Linked DNA regions of Mus musculus: regions 1 and 3 are each linked to region 2. Evidence: chromatin contacts called from public HiCAR-type and promoter capture Hi-C data. All regions are on one chromosome and are shown on one strand. Each heading gives the region's core, a stretch centred on a gene start, on an enhancer-like site or on the middle of the called end of the contact. The rest is flanking DNA. Distances are from core to core; before and after follow the strand shown. Region 1 overlaps Washc2 (WASH complex subunit 2`). Region 2 holds the start of Bms1 (BMS1, ribosome biogenesis factor). Region 3 holds the start of Mbd4 (methyl-CpG binding domain protein 4).

What was found. Promoter capture Hi-C pulls out the DNA fragments that hold promoters and counts their contacts. HiCAR-type assays count read pairs that join an accessible place to other places.
Region 1: a contact with region 2 is called in a promoter capture Hi-C map of liver, with 9 times the contacts expected there. The contact joins the enhancer-like site here to the promoter of Bms1 in region 2. A contact is called at or near these places in 5 of 39 promoter capture datasets (cranial neural crest, embryonic stem cells, hippocampal neurons and 2 more), 1 of 484 Hi-C or Micro-C datasets (cortical neurons) and 2 of 115 datasets of contacts at active chromatin or transcription factors (astrocytes and embryonic stem cells).
Region 3: a contact with region 2 is called in a HiCAR-type map of astrocytes, with 3 times the contacts expected there. The contact joins the promoter of Mbd4 here to the promoter of Bms1 in region 2. A contact is called at or near these places in 2 of 39 promoter capture datasets (the 3T3-L1 cell line and cranial neural crest) and 1 of 115 datasets of contacts at active chromatin or transcription factors (astrocytes).

What each region holds. Positions count from the first base shown.
Region 1 is chr6:116,259,303-116,262,002 of GRCm38.p6, reverse strand. It overlaps Washc2 (WASH complex subunit 2`), which reads right to left. Exons shown (of 31, transcript NM_026585.3): 30 at 1,335-1,512. Among named protein-coding and RNA genes, the nearest start is that of Zfand4, 3.6 kb to the left of the region's middle. Within about 2 kb of position 1,287, at least 5 of the 459 cell types and tissues checked have an H3K27ac peak or open chromatin away from gene starts, as enhancers often do. A contact at or near this core is called in liver, where this site is marked.
Region 2 is chr6:118,418,113-118,420,812 of GRCm38.p6, reverse strand. Bms1 (BMS1, ribosome biogenesis factor) reads left to right here and starts at 1,396. Exons shown (of 23, transcript NM_194339.1): 1 at 1,396-1,525; 2 at 2,196-2,404. The coding sequence starts at 2,229.
Region 3 is chr6:115,851,985-115,854,684 of GRCm38.p6, reverse strand. Mbd4 (methyl-CpG binding domain protein 4) reads left to right here and starts at 1,344. Exons shown (of 8, transcript NM_010774.2): 1 at 1,344-1,548. The coding sequence starts at 1,475. It overlaps Ift122 (intraflagellar transport 122), which reads right to left and starts at 1,157. Exons shown (of 29, transcript NM_001167763.1): 1 at 976-1,157. The coding sequence starts at 1,016.

The sequences.
Region 1 (2,700 bases), core at 38-2,537, 2.2 Mb after region 2:
TCACTCTGGATTTTAAGAAGAGTAAGAATGTACAAACAGAAATCCAATATAGGATGCGCTCAGAGCGCACATCTCAGTGGTAAGAATGGAGTCTGGTTCCACTCATATTAGTGCTTCAGACTCAGCTTAGCTATGCTCTGCTGCTTACCACGTAATTTTATCAGCAGGGTTCTACTGCATCAAATTCATCCTGTGTACGTAAAGACATAATGAAAGACCATGGCATTATCTATATCAAACTAGAGATCTAGATTGTCAATGTGCTAATGGCTAACACAAAGCAGTATTACTCAAAACACTGAAATCAAACACATTTAAACTGACTGGAAGTAGAAAAGGTGCACTTGCTTACTACTATTCCTATGTAAATCACAGTCTTAGAGGATGCACAGCAAACTTAACACTGGCTAGCTTTAAAGCTTTAATCCCTCCACTTAACAAAATGTTCTAAATCGTATGACTGCCACATAAGCATGTATTACAATTTAATAATGAAAGAAAGTCATGCCTGTAACCCCAGCTAAGATCAGGAGTGCACAGCACAGGCAGCCAGGGCCACAGCAAGATCATGTGTCAGAAAATGAACAAAGGAAATAAGCAGCCCAAGTCTCTTGTAACTCTGTGCTGTAAAGACAGACATGTGAGGACGGAGCCCAAAGTCTGCCAGGGAGACAGAGTCAGCGTGGCTCTGCAACTCAAAGCCCAGGCCTGGAGGGACAAAGAGAGGACGTGTGTATTTTGGGCTTCAGTCTGGGTTGACCAACACAGGATGTATCAGGAGGCAAACTTTATAGCTATCAGCATCTGGCTTGCTTGTTAGCTGAGGAGTGGGTACAGCGTGTTCAGATCAGCATCTGGCTTGCTTGTTAGCTGAGGAGTGGGTACAGCGTGTTCAGAAACACAGAGGAACCCAGGGAGCTGCCGAGTCTCACTTGTGACTTCGCGGCACAGCCCTGCTCTCTGTTACTGACCCTCCAGTCTCTTGGCTGCTGTCCCTCATTGTCCAGCTAGAATCCTGACTCAACCAGCTTCATGGCCTGCTGATAGCACATGGAAGAAGTTTCTGATAGACTCTCCTTTGAAAGTCATTGGTGTTGTCAGATGACAGCAGAAGTTAATTTCTTCTTCAGGTCAAGTGCTGAGCACCGTCTTAAACCTTGATACTCACTCAGCATAGCCTATGGCTGCCGCATGAAAATGACTAGTCCACCTACATATCATGTGCTTAGACTAACAGCAAGGAGAACCTACTGGGGAACAAAGTGCAGGAAAGGACCAACATGACTGACAGCAAACAGCCCCCAAGCAGTGGCGTGATCTAGATAAACACTCACCTGTGTCATCATCAAACATGGACTTGGCTGCAACTTTCTTTTTGGACTTTTCTTTGGGTTTTACAGTTAAGTCAGCGAAGATATCAATATTATCATCAAATAAGTTGGGCTCCAAAGTCCTCCCCTTCTCTCTCTTTTTTGGAAAAGGTTTAATTGCTTCCGTAGCAAATATATCATCCTAGTTAAGTCCAAAAACAGTTTATTCTTTGTTGTAAATAAACGCATTTTTAAAACTAAAGTAGTTCAATAATTTATAGAAATGCACTGTCAAGCACAGTCTCCCCTGAGGACTGCAAGACACTCCCCCAGGTCTCTGCAAAACTCACCCTCGCCATCTGCAAATGGCAGCTCTGCAGTGAGGTCCTGAGGGTGGCCTGGAGAGCAGCGTCCCACTGCACCCAGCCACTCTGCCCCACATAATGTTCGTCGTGACATTTCATGCCATCTGAGATCACCTTCACCACCTGCTGCTCAGTTTGGATCTCGGGCCTTGAGATGTCAGGACAGAACACATGCCCTGGCTATCCTGCTGCACGGCGACCACTGTGCTCATAGACACCTGCTGAACAACTACTACAGTTTACTGTCAAAACTCGGCTAGTCAGGGTCCCAACCAGCATCAGCGCTTAAACACACAGCTGTGCCGAGAGAGGTCATACATGTCACAGAATGACATGCCAACAAAGCTGACCACAGCACCATTCTACAAACTCTTTAAAACAGCAAACAAAAAATAATGAAAATCATGTACACATGCTATGCTAATGCTATGCTAATGCTATGCTAATGCTATGCTGGTGCTATGCTAATGCTATATGCTAGTGCTATGCTAATGCTATGCTATGCTATGCTATGCTATGCTATGCTATGCTAAATAAAAAGGCCCAGGGCTTATGCTGTGGTTCCGTACAGCATCTGCCTAACACGTACTGGGTTTTGAGCTCTATCCCCTGCACTACAATAACATTTTTAAAAATAATCCAACACTTATAACAGATTAAAGGCAGCAAGAACTACCCCTGGGGCTGGTGAGATGGCTCAGCAGGTAAGAGCACCCGACTGCTCTTCCAAAGGTCCAGAGTTCAAATGCCAGCAACCACATGGTGGCTCACAACCATCCGTAACGAGATCTGACTCCTTCTTCTGGAGTGTCTGAAGACAGCTACAGTGTACTTACATATAATAAATAATAAATAAATCTTTTTAAAAAATTTTTTAAAAAAGTAAAATAAAGAACTACCCCTGGATGAAACAAACCACTTCAAGTAAATTTTAGGGTTATTAACAAAGAGATCGAATTGTGGTTAATAAGTAGATAAGAGGCATGCACAAAACACACAACATAAACTATAGTTCAAAAAGCCAA
Region 2 (2,700 bases), core at 147-2,646:
GCTGGACTTGATTATTAATTGATTTAGGATAGCCAGGCCCACTATGGGTACCACCATTCCCTGGGCAAGTGATACTGTGCTATGTAAGAAAATAAGGCAAGCATAAGCCTAATGAGTGAGTTAGCAAGCACTATGGTGTCTGCCCTGAGTTCTTCCAGCGTTGGACTGTATGAGAAATTTCTCATAGGCCTCATTTGGTGGTTCAGCTAGGGGGATAGTTGCCAGGCAGGATGACCCTGTCACAGGTTGGGACTGAGGGCTGTTTGACTTGTTCAATAGACACCTCTGTCAGCCATTTGTCCTCAGTTTGCGATCTTACATTCCAATCCTTTTGTTGATGATAAAGGGCAATGTAGTCTTTTCTATAACTACTTCCTGCAGAAATTGGGGCGTTGCTCTGGAATGTGCAGAAAGGCTAGAATGATGGTCACTGGAATGATAGTCAAAGGATGGGGAGAGAGAAATAGGAGGGCCAACCTCACAAACTATCATTTGCTAAACCTTTGATTTTGTTTCATAATTTCCATATGAACCTTTAGAGCTGTTTTGTGTTGGTGTGCTATTAAAAGGTACAAAATGGGAGACTTTGAGGCAACTGAACCCATGTTCTTGGCTCATTGAGGTGAGAGCTGTGTTTTGCATGAACATGCTATTTTGTGGGAACCTGAATCCGTATTCCCAGGCCGCAGTCACTCTTATTTGGCGCAAGGAAAAAACCCTACTTCTTATTCTCCTTGAGATGAGCTCAGTTTTGAGTCCAGCATAACTGTAGCAAATAACCGGGACTGGGGGTTTGAGGGCTATTCCCCAGGACTGGACTGAGTCCTGGGGATGCAAGGCTGAGCACAGAGACACAAGACACACGACACACATAGCCACACATGCACACAAAATGGCAAGCTAAGACGTTTTCTGAAGAAAACGCCCTCTCCAGGAGCACAGAGGAGCACCCTGCCCTCAGCCCGTCGGTCCTGGCACAAGAGGGCAGCAGAGCGCTGAAAACCCGTGAGGACAGCTCTGGCAGCGGTGACAGGGAGCGGTAGCCTAGCGGATGGGGCGGCGGAATTCACAGCTTTCAAGTTGGGACTGGCGATGACTCGGGCGTCCTTCCAGCGTTCCTCTGCTACTCAAATAAGCGGGCCAGGGCCCAGCGCCGCGCGGATCCTCTGAAGCCAGGTCGCGCTGGCTGAGAGCCCGACTCTCAGAGTGGCTGGGACCCGAAGGAGAGGGCAGTCCGTGCGAAATCTGAAAGTGCGCTTGCGCAACCCTCAGCCAACCCAGAGCTTACTTCCGGCTTTCCCCTGAAAGTCGTCCGTCCACGGGTTCCTTTTTTTCCCCTCTTCTTTGCTCGTTTCCCTCCGACGGGTACAAGCAGAAGGACAGTTTCCGCTTCCGGCGTCGTGCTTGCGGGCTGGAGCGGTTGCTGCCGTGAGTCCGAGTGCTTTCGCGAGCCCCGTCGGCTTCCCGGTTCGGTCGGTCCTCGACCTCCCGACAGGCTGCTCCCAGGCTGCGTCTGGGCTGGAAGGCAAGTTTCTCGGCCGCCGGAGAGGTGCTCCCGGGAGTGTGGAGGGCGTGGGTTCGTGCAGTGCTGGATGGGGAGCGGGTCACTCGAGCAGGGAGGGCTCCTGCCCAGCTCGGCTGCGTGTTCTTCTCCCAGCAAAAATAGATCACCGGGAGGGGAAAATGTGCTTCCTCCAGGAGCTGAGAGGCGAGTCTGCTCAGCACTGTTCGGATGTCTTAAACTTGTATGTTTGTTTTCGTTTTAAGTTAAAAGGACACTTCAGCCTAAGCTACCTAGAATAGTAGGCACTAGTCACGTGCGACTAAGTTTAAAATTAATTTAAACTTAAGATAGTTTTCAGTTTCCGAAGGTACGCTTGAAATTCTCTGTAACCACGTGTAGTTCACAAGGCTTCTGTACTGAGAACAGCAGGTAGGATGTATTTCTGTCATTACAAAAAATGAGCACTGTCGAAATGGCTTCAACATAAAACATAAGAAGGATAGTGTTGGTGCTGCTAACTCTTATACTTTATGGCGTAAGAAAGGGACGTGAATTTGAAGATACTGGCTAAACATTTTCTACCTCCATTCAATGAACAAATACATCAGCACTTAAGTAAATTAAATTACTGCCCTCCTGTGTTACCCTGATTATAATTGATTACCACCACCGTCCTCCCTGTTCCGTGTAGGTAAGACTTATTTGTAGTAGATAAATAGCCACCATGGAGACCAAGGACCACAAGAAACATAGGAAGAAGCACAGTGGGCCTAAAGCTGAGAAGAAAAAGAAACGGCACCTGCAAGACCTACAGCTTGGAGATGAAGAGGATGCCCGGAAGAGAAACCCCAAAGCTTTCGCAGTGCAGTCAGCTGTGCGGATGGCGAGGTCCTTTCACAGGTGTGTTTACCTGGGGTTAGTGGGTCTTCCCTTAAGTACTGGGAGCCTCTCCCAGATGGCATTTGCCTTGTGAGTCTTAACTCAGGTCTGAAGGACGTAGGCATGCCATAGTAGGCATGCCGTATGGCTTTTCCTAAAATGTCAGAGCTCTGTCAAAGAAACATTTTCCCTCTAACACCTGCCCTTTGCCTTTCCCCACTTTTTTCTTTGTTTTCTTTCTTTCTGTCCTTCTTTCTTTCTTGTCCAAGAAGAAGAATTTACACAATTTAGATCACACACAAAAAAATCTCCTAAAC
Region 3 (2,700 bases), core at 95-2,594, 2.6 Mb after region 2:
ATCATGTATACAGCATTCTTCCTGCATATACACCTGCTGGCCAGAAGAGGGCACCAGATGTCATTATAGATGGTTGTGAGCCATCATGTGGTTGCTGAGACTTGAACTCAGAACCGCTTGAAGAGCAGACAGTTCTCTCAACCTCTGAGCCATCTCTCCAGCCCAATATTTTTTTTTACTATATATTTTTTTCTTTTTCTTTTTTGTTCGTTTGTTTTTGTTTTTAAAGACAGGGTTTCTATGTGTAGACTTGACTGTCCTGGAACTTATCCAAAGTGCTCTTAAATACTAAGCCTTAATCCTCAGTATTTAAAATTAAGCTTTAAATTAAGCTCACTCTTAAGTACTAATTTTGAAAATACTCCTCAAACTTCCCAATCAAGAGATGTCTTGACTTGATCGCATCTTACATGTTTCTCTGACCGTACATGGAAATGTCCTGTTTCAGACACAGTAGATCTCAGCTCAGGTGGAAATGCTCAGAACCGAGATGCAAGTTACTCACACCGTTTTGTTTGTTCCTGCTCGAAAATTTTTAATCCCGGCACTGGGGAGCTAGAAGCATATGTATCTTTGTGAGTTCAACGCCAGCTTGGTCAACATAGTGCATTCCAGACCAACCAGAGCTTTAAAGTGAGGCTCTATCTCAAAAACAAACCAACAAAAACAGGAGAAATTTAAAGAATGTCAGATAAACAAAAGTGTGGGCACTTTGAGGATGGTTAGGAAGCTGAGAAAACACTGGTGGGTGAGGAATTTTGAGAAGAGAGAAGTGAAATTGGATGATGATGACGTATAAACTGCTCCAGCCTCCCTCAGATGATCCCTATGCCCCTCCAGGAATCTCAGCTTCTCTTCCATTGGGAAGTTGAAGGCACGGAATCAGAGTCCTCGGTCCAGGCCGCAGGCCCGTTGCCATGGCAATGCGCCGGTTCCTGCCGCCTCCCCGCCATCCCCGAAGTTCCCGCTCCTCACCACTGCTCCGCTTTGTCTCTCCACGTCAACACGGCCCTCATCGCCGTTTCCCTCACGCTTCGGGCCCCTCCTCCCAGCCTCGGCAGCAACAGGCTTCTTTCCACAAACCACTTCAGCTACCTGCGCTACCCTTAGCAACGCACATGCGCAATGAACCGCGCATGAGTTTCCCAAAGCTCCAAGTGCGCATGTACAAAAGGGAGCCCACCTCCTCCGCCGAAGCGCCGGGCGCGTAGGGACGCAGGAGGCGGAAGCGTAAGTATGACACGAGCGATTGGTCCGGAAAGGTGGGTGGGGCGGGGAGTCTTGACGACAGAGGGTTTGATTGGCGGGACCCTGGCTGTGGCATCTGTAGCTGAAGCGGTGGCGGGAAGGCTGCTGTGTGGGTTGATTGACTTTCACGTCGGTGTTTGGATTCGGCTCAGTGGTTTGAGTTGTGTTTTACTCCACCTCTCGGCCTGGAGCTGCAGCTGCGCCCCAGTGGACCAAAGCAGCAGGGATGGAGAGCCCAAACCTTGGGGACAACAGAGTCCGTGGAGAGAGCCTAGTTCCAGACCCGCCTTGGGATCGCTGGCAAGTTATTAAACCTCTCTCGGGCCTCAGAGGAGTCGCTCTTGTGTGGGTCTTCCTAACCTTTAACACAAGGTGGCACCTAGAGCTGTCGCCCTGTGGGAACAAGACTAGGGTGTACCCGATTCCTTGGCCGAACTGACTGGGGAGCTTGGAGGACAAGGGAGGTTTTGTGATGCAAGCAGGTTAGCCTGGGCCGGAAGGGACCCTCAGAAATAGCCCTATGACAAGTCACAGAGGAAGCTACTGTTGTGTCCGGGCTAAAATGATGCACGTATTTGCATGTCCCAAAACTTGGGCGCTCAAACACTTTTAAGGGCTGGGCATTTAACTAAGTTGGTAGTGTTTACGTAGTAAACACAAAGCCGAGGGTTCGAGCGACAGCACCGAATATCCGGGCTTGGCGGCGTCTGCCTGTGGAGGCAGGAGGATCAGAAGTTGAAGATGAGTCTCTGGTACGTCGTGGGTTCAAAGCTAGCCTATGGTACATAAGATTCCCGGCTCAAAAGCAAACAACAAAACTTTTTTTTTTTTAATGCTACTTCCTTTTTACAGATGGAGAACGGAGATTTTGAGCTCAAAGTGACTTTCTCTTTGGAAGATCAGCTAATAATAAGTAGCGAGCTGGGGTTTTGACCCATTTTGTTAACCTAACAGTTTTGTAGGGATTCCCTCAGGTTTCAGTTACCTTGTCTCCCTATAAGATCCTTCTAGCTGATACCTAACGCCAAATTCCATCTAAGAATGCCATGGTTCTAATTGTGGTTAGTCTCTAGGTCTTGCTTAGTGTCCCTATTTCCCTATTTGTAGAAAGTAGGTTGGGTTAGAAGGTCTCTCTAGAGACCCACTTTTTTTTCTTTATGTGTTTGTCTATATACGTAGGTGTTGGTGGAGACCAGAGGAGGTGTCAGGTTCACTGGCGCTGGAGTTGCAGGCAGGGTGTTATAAGCTGCCTGATGTGGGTACGGAGTCTCCTGGAATATGTGCTCTTAACCACTGAGCTATCTCTCCAACCCCTCACTTTTAAAATGTATAGTTTAGTGATTAAAATACACTGTACTAAACACTGGAGAGATAGTTCAATTGTTTAAAGCACTTACTGCTCTTCTGTAGGACCTGGGTTTGGTTCCCAGCACCCACAGCAGAGGCTCACAT